Linked DNA regions of Triticum aestivum: region 2 is linked to region 1. The links are chromatin contacts, called in public Hi-C maps. All regions are on one chromosome and are shown on one strand. The core of a region is the stretch at or near the end of the contact, and the rest is flanking DNA. Distances in the headings are between cores, read along the strand shown.

Evidence for each region. Hi-C and Micro-C count contacts between places; a contact is called where the count stands out from the background.
Region 2: a contact with region 1 is called in a Hi-C map of leaf, with 4 times the contacts expected there. The contact joins the promoter of LOC123104801 here to the promoter of LOC123107704 in region 1. A contact is called at or near these places in 1 of 5 Hi-C or Micro-C datasets (leaf) and 1 of 1 datasets of contacts at active chromatin or transcription factors (leaf).

What each region holds. Positions count from the first base shown.
Region 1 is chr5A:563,494,946-563,499,721 of IWGSC CS RefSeq v2.1, reverse strand. It overlaps LOC123107704 (low temperature-induced protein lt101.2), which reads right to left and starts at 2,041. Exons shown (of 2, transcript XM_044529648.1): 1 at 1,778-2,041; 2 at 1,349-1,637. The coding sequence starts at 1,867. The coding sequence ends at 1,506.
Region 2 is chr5A:563,768,086-563,772,861 of IWGSC CS RefSeq v2.1, reverse strand. LOC123104801 (cyclic nucleotide-gated ion channel 17) reads right to left here and starts at 2,482. Exons shown (of 7, transcript XM_044526701.1): 1 at 2,176-2,482; 2 at 974-1,484; 3 at 146-358. The coding sequence starts at 2,234.

The sequences.
Region 1 (4,776 bases), core at 792-3,291:
CTACGCCGCGCCGATCAAATGTTGTGCCACATTAGTACCCTTTACGTCTATGAATGGCATTAGCACCGTATTTGCATGATCGCGTCAAGTTTTAGGACCAGTTCAACGTATTTTTTCATGTTTAGGCACTGAAGTGAAAGTTCGAGCACCACCTATGCCATTACCTCTTTACCCATCCATATGAACAGAGGCTGTTGCGTAGAATGACGGAGGGAATGAGGATTGATTTGGTAGCATGCATATAATCCATTGTTGACTATTATCGGAAGTATCGGTCGGTGGCAAGGCTCTTTAGATGTCGTGGCATCTAAATAGCGAGAGCGGCATCCAACCAAAGTGCGTCAATCAGTGCCGCCGAGCATACATACATACATACATACATACATACTGCTCGCTCCGCCTCAAAATGTAAGACCGCCAGTAAAGCAGCATCCTTGCAGCTCCTCCATCAGGGCCGGCGCCGAGCCGTCCCGCCATCTCCAACTGCTGCTCCTGCTCTAGTAAAGTAGCCGACGACGAGCCGCACCTGCATGGATGCCCCATCCAGCCCATCACATGAGATGAGATGAGATGAGATGAGAAGCAAGCAAACCTCTGCTTCTCTCCAGCCCAGGTGAAGGCGAGACAGCAAGTTCTCCTTTCGGGCTGTCAGCACGTCCACAGCATACCCATGCCGAAACAAAAGCACGTCTCGGCGGCTTGTTTTGGACATTTGACAGCATCTGCTGCCGCGTTTGGTGCGCTTATTACTTAGTACTCCATGATGATGGTTCTAAAACTTCTCTCCTATCCTACTTAAAAAGACAGTTTGATCCTTCCCTACCTCTACATCAGGACGACGTGACATACATCACTCCCTCCTTTTTGATAAGACATTTTGGACAGTCGACACTGAACTGTTTTGTCCTTTGTCCGAATTGTCTAAACGTCTCTCCATTCCACAATGTAATGTAGTGCTTTCTCTATCCACGTACTTTAAATTTGACCGTAAATTTAACTATCAAGACTGATTGTAGCGGGAGCAAAAATTATATCAGTGAAAATTCGTATTCGAAAGAAGTTTTCAATTATATAAATTTTTTTCCGCCGCAGTTGGTCTCATTGGTTAAATTTATGGTCAAAGTTGAACCTCGAAAAACGCGGACGCACTATATTTTGAAATGGAGGAAGTGTATAGGAGTAAAAGGGTTTGGAAACAAGGCATTTGCACCATCAAAAGAGAGACACATTTGACGAGGGGTGGTTACCAGCAACGAAGCATAGAGCACACAAAATCGAGTGGTGGGGAATCCTGGGATCGTAACTCCTGTTTGTTACACAAACCTGCTCACCGACTGGCGTAAACCAGTGGAAAAAATCTTCAGAGCTGAAATTTATTCGGTTGTATGAGAATCACAGGAAGGCACGCCACACAGTGCAGATGGAAACACAAACACACGCCACACACACACACACACACACACACACACGATGTTGATTCGCACGGCATGAGTTGCTACAGGACATCAAGCAAGGGCGTCGTAGTCCTTGCCGCTCTCCTCCGAGGCCGAGCCATGCGCGACGAGCACGTAGATGGCGTAGATGATGCCGGGGATGTAGCCCAGGATGGTGAGCAGCAGACAGATCAAGAACTCCATCTGTTCAAGACAGACAGAAAGAAAGACCAATCAACACTGTTGTTAGTATGCTATATATCAGGATCCAGCATGGATCCATCCATCCAGCCCAGCAGGATCGCCTCGCGGGGGAGAGGAGAGGAAGGGGATGGATTGCTTACGCTGCAGCAGCCGTAGCGGAGGAAGACGCCGAGCGGCGGCAGGATGACGGCGAGCAGGATCTCGACGAAGGTGCAGCTCCGGGACGCCATCGGGGATGGAGATCTCTCTCTCTCTCTCTCTCCCTTCTCTTGCTCTGCTGGTCCGGGGGGTTTGGATTTGGGCCGCGTTGCTCTGTCGGGGAAGGAAGGAAGGACGGAAGGAGACTTTATTACACAAGTTGTGGTGCTGCTGGGCTGCTGGCTGGCTGTGCCGACATGCCATGCCACGCGGATCGACGGCGAAACGGCCACAACGTGCCACCATGCACGGACCCAGAAAATTTATATCACAACACGTGGAGCATTTGAAGTGGCTATTTACATACTACTTGAACGGTGCCCGGTTTCTCCACCCTGTAATTCTGAATTCCGACACAACTAAATAAATTCCGGCTTGAATTCCGATACGACAAACGGTATATGCTGCCTTGTGTTGTGCCGGTGTAAAACGTCCGTGCAAGTGAGCAACACGGCTTTTGGCCGGAAGATCGTACATTTTCTCGTGTCACGTTAATTCGATGGCCGTGTGCACCTACTCACCCGTAGTCACGCATTGTTTTTTCTTTAACATCAGTATAGACACAAGCGCTCATACATACGCATATACACTCATCCCTATAAACGCGTTACACGTATATTCTATCCGTATGAGTATCTCCGACAGAATAAGTCGGCATATCATTTTAAGATTTTACAAAGTCACTATAGGTGCCTCGTAGTCAACGGGAACGTCTCCTCCCACTGAACGCGTATCGCCGAAAATTCTAAAATAAATCCTCAATAAATGCGAGCATCAGGACTTGAACCCTGATGGGCTATGATATCATTGTCCATTTAACCATCCAACTACAGGGCTTTTTCTTGTTTGAGGAATATCACACTTTATTGATCAAGTATAATTAAGATAAAGTGCCTTCCTGATACAACTCGAGGTTACATGAAAAATAGAGTCACCGGAGGACTCACAAAACCTAGTTAGAATATGTGTCGCGACATTCCACAAACAATTTACATGACTAAACAGGTCGATGCGCTTAGTCACGCATTGTTAACAGGTGTCGGCGCATCTTCTCGAGCTGACTAACCGATAAATGTGTCCGTTCTCTTTGTCAGACACACTAATTGTTTGTTGTTGTGTCTCGTGTTAGGTTATGAAGATGCCAAACCGTTAGTCGTGTTTGGTTAGTCAAACCTCTCGCTTTGACCATCATAGTGACGTCTAATAGGAAATCGTGTTGTATGCTACTAGGCCGACGGACCACTTCGTAATTATTTTTTTGGCCCATCCCCCTTTGCTTTCTCCTTTCTCTTCACCCCCCATGGCACCCCCCCCCCCCTCCCCCACTACTCCAAGATCGCATCCATTGGTCGCCACTCGACTGTGCTCTTGGCCAAGTCTTGGCCTGCGTCCATTCCTTGTGAGCAGACAGTTAGGTGTGTGTGAATGATGCGCTCATAGTGCTCACCATGGGCAATAAAAAGGATGGTCTTTAACCTGGGGAAGAGATCATCTCCCAAAACCAAACTGCCTTCATTAAAGGCAGGTTTATAGTGGAGAGTGTGGTAACAGCTCATGAAATTATTCATGATGTTGTGATTAATAAAAAGGAGGGTTTTGACTTTAAGTTGGATTATGAGAAAACCTATGATAGAATTAGTAAAGAATTCTTGATGAAAGTCATGTACCAGAGGAAATTTAGCCCTAAATGGATGAAAAAAATTAAATCCATTCTTTATAAACAGTATGTAGGTGTTAGAATTAATGATTGTAATAGTGATTTTTTGAGATTTATAAAGGGGTAAGACAAGGTGATCCTGCCTCCCCTTTGCTTTTCAACCTGGTAGCTGGTGTTTCTAGCAGAATGCTAAATAAAGATGCTAAAAACAAAATGTTGATTGGGTTGATGCCTAATATTTTTCCTCAAGGAGTAACCAGCCTGGAATATGCAAATGATACTTTGTTATTTTTGGAAAATAACTTGGAATCTACTAAGAACTTAAAATGGTTGCTCTCTTGTTTTGAACAAATGTCTGGCTTGAGAATCAATTTTCATAAGTGTGATCTGGTTCCTATCAATGTCAAGGAGGAAGAAGCCCAGAATGTGGCTCAAGCCCTATCTTGTGCCCTGGGAACTTTCCCCTTGAAATATCTTAGTTTTCCTCTCCATCACTCCAAGCTCAGAAGAGAAGACTTGCAACCTGTGGTTGATAAAGTTCTAAAAAAGTTGCTGGATGGAGAGGAAGGCTATTAGGTTATGAGAAGAAACTAGTGTTGGTCCAATCTTGTTTAGCTAGTATTCCCACTTATTTGATGAGTATGATCAAATTCCCCAAGTGGGCTATTAATCTGATCAACTCACAGATGGCACACTGTTTCTGGGACAACTACGAGGGACACCACAAGTACCATCTAGCTAGTTGGGGGCTACTGACCCAGAAAAAAGCAATATGGTGGTCTGGGGATACCTAACATTGCTGAAATGAATCTAAGCCTGCTAGCTTCTTGGGTATATAAATACTATATGGGAGATCAAAAGATGTGGAAGCAGATTGTTGATTCCAAATACAGAACCAATAATCCCAACATCTTCTCTTGCCCTAATAATAACCCATGTCCTTTCTAGGAAGGGGTTCTCTGGGCTGCTAAAGCAGCCAAGATGGGCTTCCAATGGAAAGTGGGAAATGGGAAGAGAGTAAAATTTTGGGAAGACCATTGGTTTTGGTCTTGCAGCTTAGCAATTCAATTTTGGTAGCTATATAGCATTGCTAATGAACATAATTTGTCTATTGTTGATCTGTGGGATGGGGTTGATCTTAAGATCACCTTTAGGAGATGTGTGGACAGTAGGCTGCTACATCTCTGGTTTGATTTACTTAGTATTGCGCAATCAATCACTTTAAATGATGAGGAAGATGCTTTAATTTGGAAATTAGAGTCTAATGGTAAGTATTATGTTAGA
Region 2 (4,776 bases), core at 1,233-3,732, 270 kb before region 1:
ATATTTAGCAGAGGCGACTTCTACTTATCTTTCAGTTGTACATAGAATTACAAACTACATGAGCTGCAAATTCCCTAGAACTTTATTCTGAGTAGGTGACTAGGAATTGATTACACGGCTGAGGTAGTGGTTGAGGTGACCATACATGACTTGCAAGCATGTAGAGCAGAAGATTGTATGCTGCTCCTCCCCAGGCTGACTTTGCAACTACTCCGGCAGCTTTGATGATTTGATTGCTTAAAGGTACAACGAGATACATTCTTAAGACATACTGAACCAAAATAATAAGAGCATATGTAGTGTTTTGGATGTTATAATCTGAGCGTTTAATCCCAGGCATGATTAACCAAACAGTAACCTGCAAAAAAAACAGAAGATTCACATTATCACTGTAGATTTAACAATCAAGTAATAGATATTCAATATTTGGGATAATTAGTCGTCAAACAATTCAGTTATACAGATAAATTTATTTTGCATAAAGTTTGGCTGAAATAAGTTGGCAATTCTAGATTTCATAAACTCCTAACATTTACAAATTATCTAAGTGGCGATTAACAGATGAAGTACGAAAAGGAAAAAAGACCTATGGGATATAAGTGGCAGTTAACAGAAAATAAATCTTTTGGGTATTTTTTGACTCTTTGCAGAGGAAACCTAGTTGGGTCCACCTTTTAAAAGTTTCGATTTTCTGGTTAAATTCATGTGGTTAATGTAAAAACAAGAGGCACTGTCCAGATGTCTTGGTTTGGAAAGCGAATCAAAGGGAAAGAATCCAATAGGCTCAACTAAAGGCTTGCTGTTCAGTGCTCACCCAACGAACCATACCAATCTTTGCCACAAAGATGATAACGAATCAATTTAAGTACGAAAGAATATGGATATTAACACTGAAGCTGGAAAAGTGGAATATACTTAAGGTAGTTGCCATGAAAAATGCGACAAGTGCCGCAACAAGATTCGAGTTATTTACCTGTGGAAGTGGTATGGCTGCAAGTATGTCTATACAGAGATCTGATGTGACGTATCTTCTTTGAATCTTCTTTAGATCCACAATAAGCTCTCCCTTCCCTAGGACTCTGGACTTTGGGTCTACATATGCAGTATGGAACTTTATCGCAATGTTGAGCACATAAAACAAGTCAGCGAGTGTCCGCAGAACGGTCATAGTATTTCTCAATCGTTGGTCCTCGGCAACACACGAAACACCAGTGCTTTGGTCCATGACTCTGACAAATGGCAGGTAGTAGAAGAAAGGGTCGATGAAGAGCGCGAAGAGACAGGCCACCAGGTACACCCTGTTCCATGTCAGCAGCACGCTGCTTCTGGGGTCGAGGATGCGGCTGTGCCATGGCACGTTGCCCTCATTCATCAATTTGAGCTTCTCGAGGGTCTTTGGGTCTATCCTGTTGGCAGCGAATCTGTCGACCCGTCCGGCTTGAAACGGCATCTTGGATTGATCCTGCCTCTCATCGGGAAAGATCCTGAAGACAGAGTAGAAGAGCAACTTAGAGAAGTGCTAAAAACTGCACAACGTCGACATGGTCTGTGGATACTGAGAGCTCCCACAGGAACAGATGACAATAGGAGTTGTTCTCATCTGCAATCTCCTGGTAACTAGGTAGCATCGCAATGACATAATGTTTCATTTTGGTCCTTAATTCCTCGATGCACGGAAACCGGTAGATAAATGAAGTAAGCTGAGTCAAAAATATAGCCTATTTCACTTTTGGTCCTTAATTTCTGGATGCATACAAATGAGTACTAGTAGCAAACAAACATGCATATGCTAGAACATAGGGAAGCAAAATGAGCTCTCACGTTCCTATTCCCAGCTCCAAAACTACCACCACTCCCCAACGTACTGTACGCCTTGTCAAGCCTAAGCAACCAAAACTCGAATTCGGCTGGTTCGATCCCCCGAGGCAGCAACGAAGCAGACGCCGAAGCTAAATCCTGCCAACTCCAACTCACTACAACTTACTCCAACTCAAACCATGGCCAGAATCCTCCTCTCCCCCTAAGTCAACACCTAGTCCAAGCAAAAATAATCTAACGCGGCATCCTCGATCGTCCCAGGAGGGCCGTCCCTCCTCTTCACGGGCAGCGTTCCGGGGAGGCCCCGTGCCGCTAAATCCAGCCGCCCACGAGAGCCGAGAGAACGCGGGCACGCACCTGTTGGTCGTCCGCCGCTGCTGCATCTCCACCCCATCCTGGACCCGGGACCCAAACATGGCGTCCGCCGCCGCCGCTCCTCCGAATCTCGCGCGGCCGGTCAGGGGAGCGGGGCACGGAGAGCGCGGCGAAGCTGCTGGCGCTGCTGCCGGCCGCGGATCGCCACCATGCCACGACGAGCTCGCGCGCGCGGGTCCGGTGATTCGGCGGAGAAAGGCTGTTGCCTTTGCAGTTGTTTCTTTTTTTTTTTTCGGGAGAGGAAAGGTTGGACCGAGCGGACCAGACGACGGCTGCCTGTTCGTTCGTGGAAGTGTCTGCCGAAAGCTCGGGGTGCCCACACGGCCAAAAAATCCCTCACACTGGCAGGTGGGGTCCGATATTTTCATTGCAAGGTCAATCCATCCTTCCCCCTTCAGACCGACACAAATGCATGTCGATTTGGACATTGACACGGTCTCCATGATGTAGCTCTGACCTTTTATTGTTATTGAGATACTCCGACGACTCGAATGAAAATGATTATAAATCACAAAACATTGTTCTATTCGGGTCTATCCATATCGATTTCGCGGCAGCGGTGTTGGTCCGGTTCTTCATGGCGATGGAAGAATGTTTGACCGGCAAGGATCCTAAACCGCCTTACGCACACGACTGGATGGAGTGCTCATTCTTGGACGAGGGGTCTACCCAGGTGGATAGTACCATATGGTTGCAAAGTCTACTTTTGTCAGCGCATCTTGGTTCAAGCCCAACGTCTGGCTCAGTCATCATCATGCACCGCTAGCTTGTCGTGATAGTCCTCTCTCTATGCGTGGGGACTCTGATAAACTTCAGTCTAGGTCAAAATAATTATGAGGATGGTCTTGTGAGAGACAAAGATAGGGTTTGAATGGCAAATTGCACATGCAAAATTAAGTTCGGGAATTCAACTACTTAGTGTTTGTTCGGTTATCCTCACTCTTGCCGGGATCTGTTCAAAATCCTGCAAATCCACGTGGTTTTGAGTTAGCCCGAGTTTGGATCCATGGACTCATCGGTGGAGATCGACGGGGGAGGGGGAAGGCTTTGCCTAAGTCGCCTTGCAAGGGAGGGGGAGAAAAGCATGCATAGAAGGAGGGGCTACACACCGTAATTTTCTCCATTATTATTCAAACAACTCTACCAATAGACACATGTGAATTACGATTGTTCAAAGAGCAGCTTTTTGTCCCAAGCGAGGATCATTACTAAATCATAAGACCAAACAACACACATTTAATCACGAAAACACAAGTAAAACTAGCAATGCCAATATTCGTCAACAAGCTTCTCGCGAAACACTTTGTATATTGAAGAGATTTTTGTTTTGTATGATTCAGAAATTTCTCTCACGCGGTCTACCAGATTTCGTCGACGTGAAATGAGGTAAAAGACGGTTGCAGAATATGTGACCCTAATATCATGGTCGACAAGGTGGTCTTCTTCTTGGAGGAATGAACAACTGCTCCTAAGCATATTCAGGCTTTTCATCCGCCCCCCGACAAGGTCTCCTTGGACTCCTCCTGAGGATGGGTGGGTCAAGGCCAATGCTGACAAGGCAACACTTAAATCGGCGACAGAGGAGGTGATGGTGTTGTCCTTAGGAACCATAGGGCATCTTCATTGCGGGAGCATGACCGTTTTTTCCACCAAAACTAAGCCATAGTTAGCAGACGTCAAGGTGTGTTGCCGAGTGGTGTAGCTAGCCGAAGAGTTGAGCATAGACAATCTAGTGATGGAGACCGACTACCAAGTTGTGGCAGCCAAACTCAATCTAATGCGAGAGACTTTTAGTGTATGGACCTATGATTGAGGAAGTAAGGGGTAGGGGTTGTTGTCCTCTAAAGGAGCCTACAAGGTTCGATGGGTACGACGTTCGGCAAAAGCAGCTCACATTTACGCTAAGGAAGGTTGGGGCAATGTTGTGTAAGACATGGCTGCATGTACCCATTGTTGGGGAACGTAGCATGCAATTTCAAAAAAATTCCTACGATCATGCAAGATATATCTAACTGATGCATAGAAACGAGAGGGGGAGAGTGTGTCCACGTACCCTCATAGACCGAAAGCGGAAGCGTTAGTATAATGTGATTGATGTAGTCGAACGTCTTCGTGATCTAACCGATCTAGTACCGAACGTACGACACCTCCGAGTTCGGCACATGTTCAGCTCTCAATGACGTCCCTCGAACTCTTGATCCAGTAGAGGGTCGAGCGAGAGTTTCATCAACACGACATCATGGTGACGGTGATGGTGATGTGATCCGCGCAGGGCTTCGCCTAAGCACTATGTGAATATGACCGGAGGAGTAAACTGTGGAGAGAGACGCCGTACACAGCTTGGAACAATTGGTGTGTCTCCAAGGGGTGCCCTACCCACGTATATAAAGGAGGGAGAGGAGGAGGCCGGCCACCAGGGGCGCGCCAAGGGGGGGGGTCCTACTAGGACTCCACTCCTAGTAGGATTCGCCCCCCCCCCTTTTCCTTCTCATGGAGGGGGAAAGAGGAAAGGGAGATGGAAGAGGAGAAGGAAAGGGGGGCATGCCCCCTCCCCTAGTCCAATTCGGACTCCCTATGGGAGGG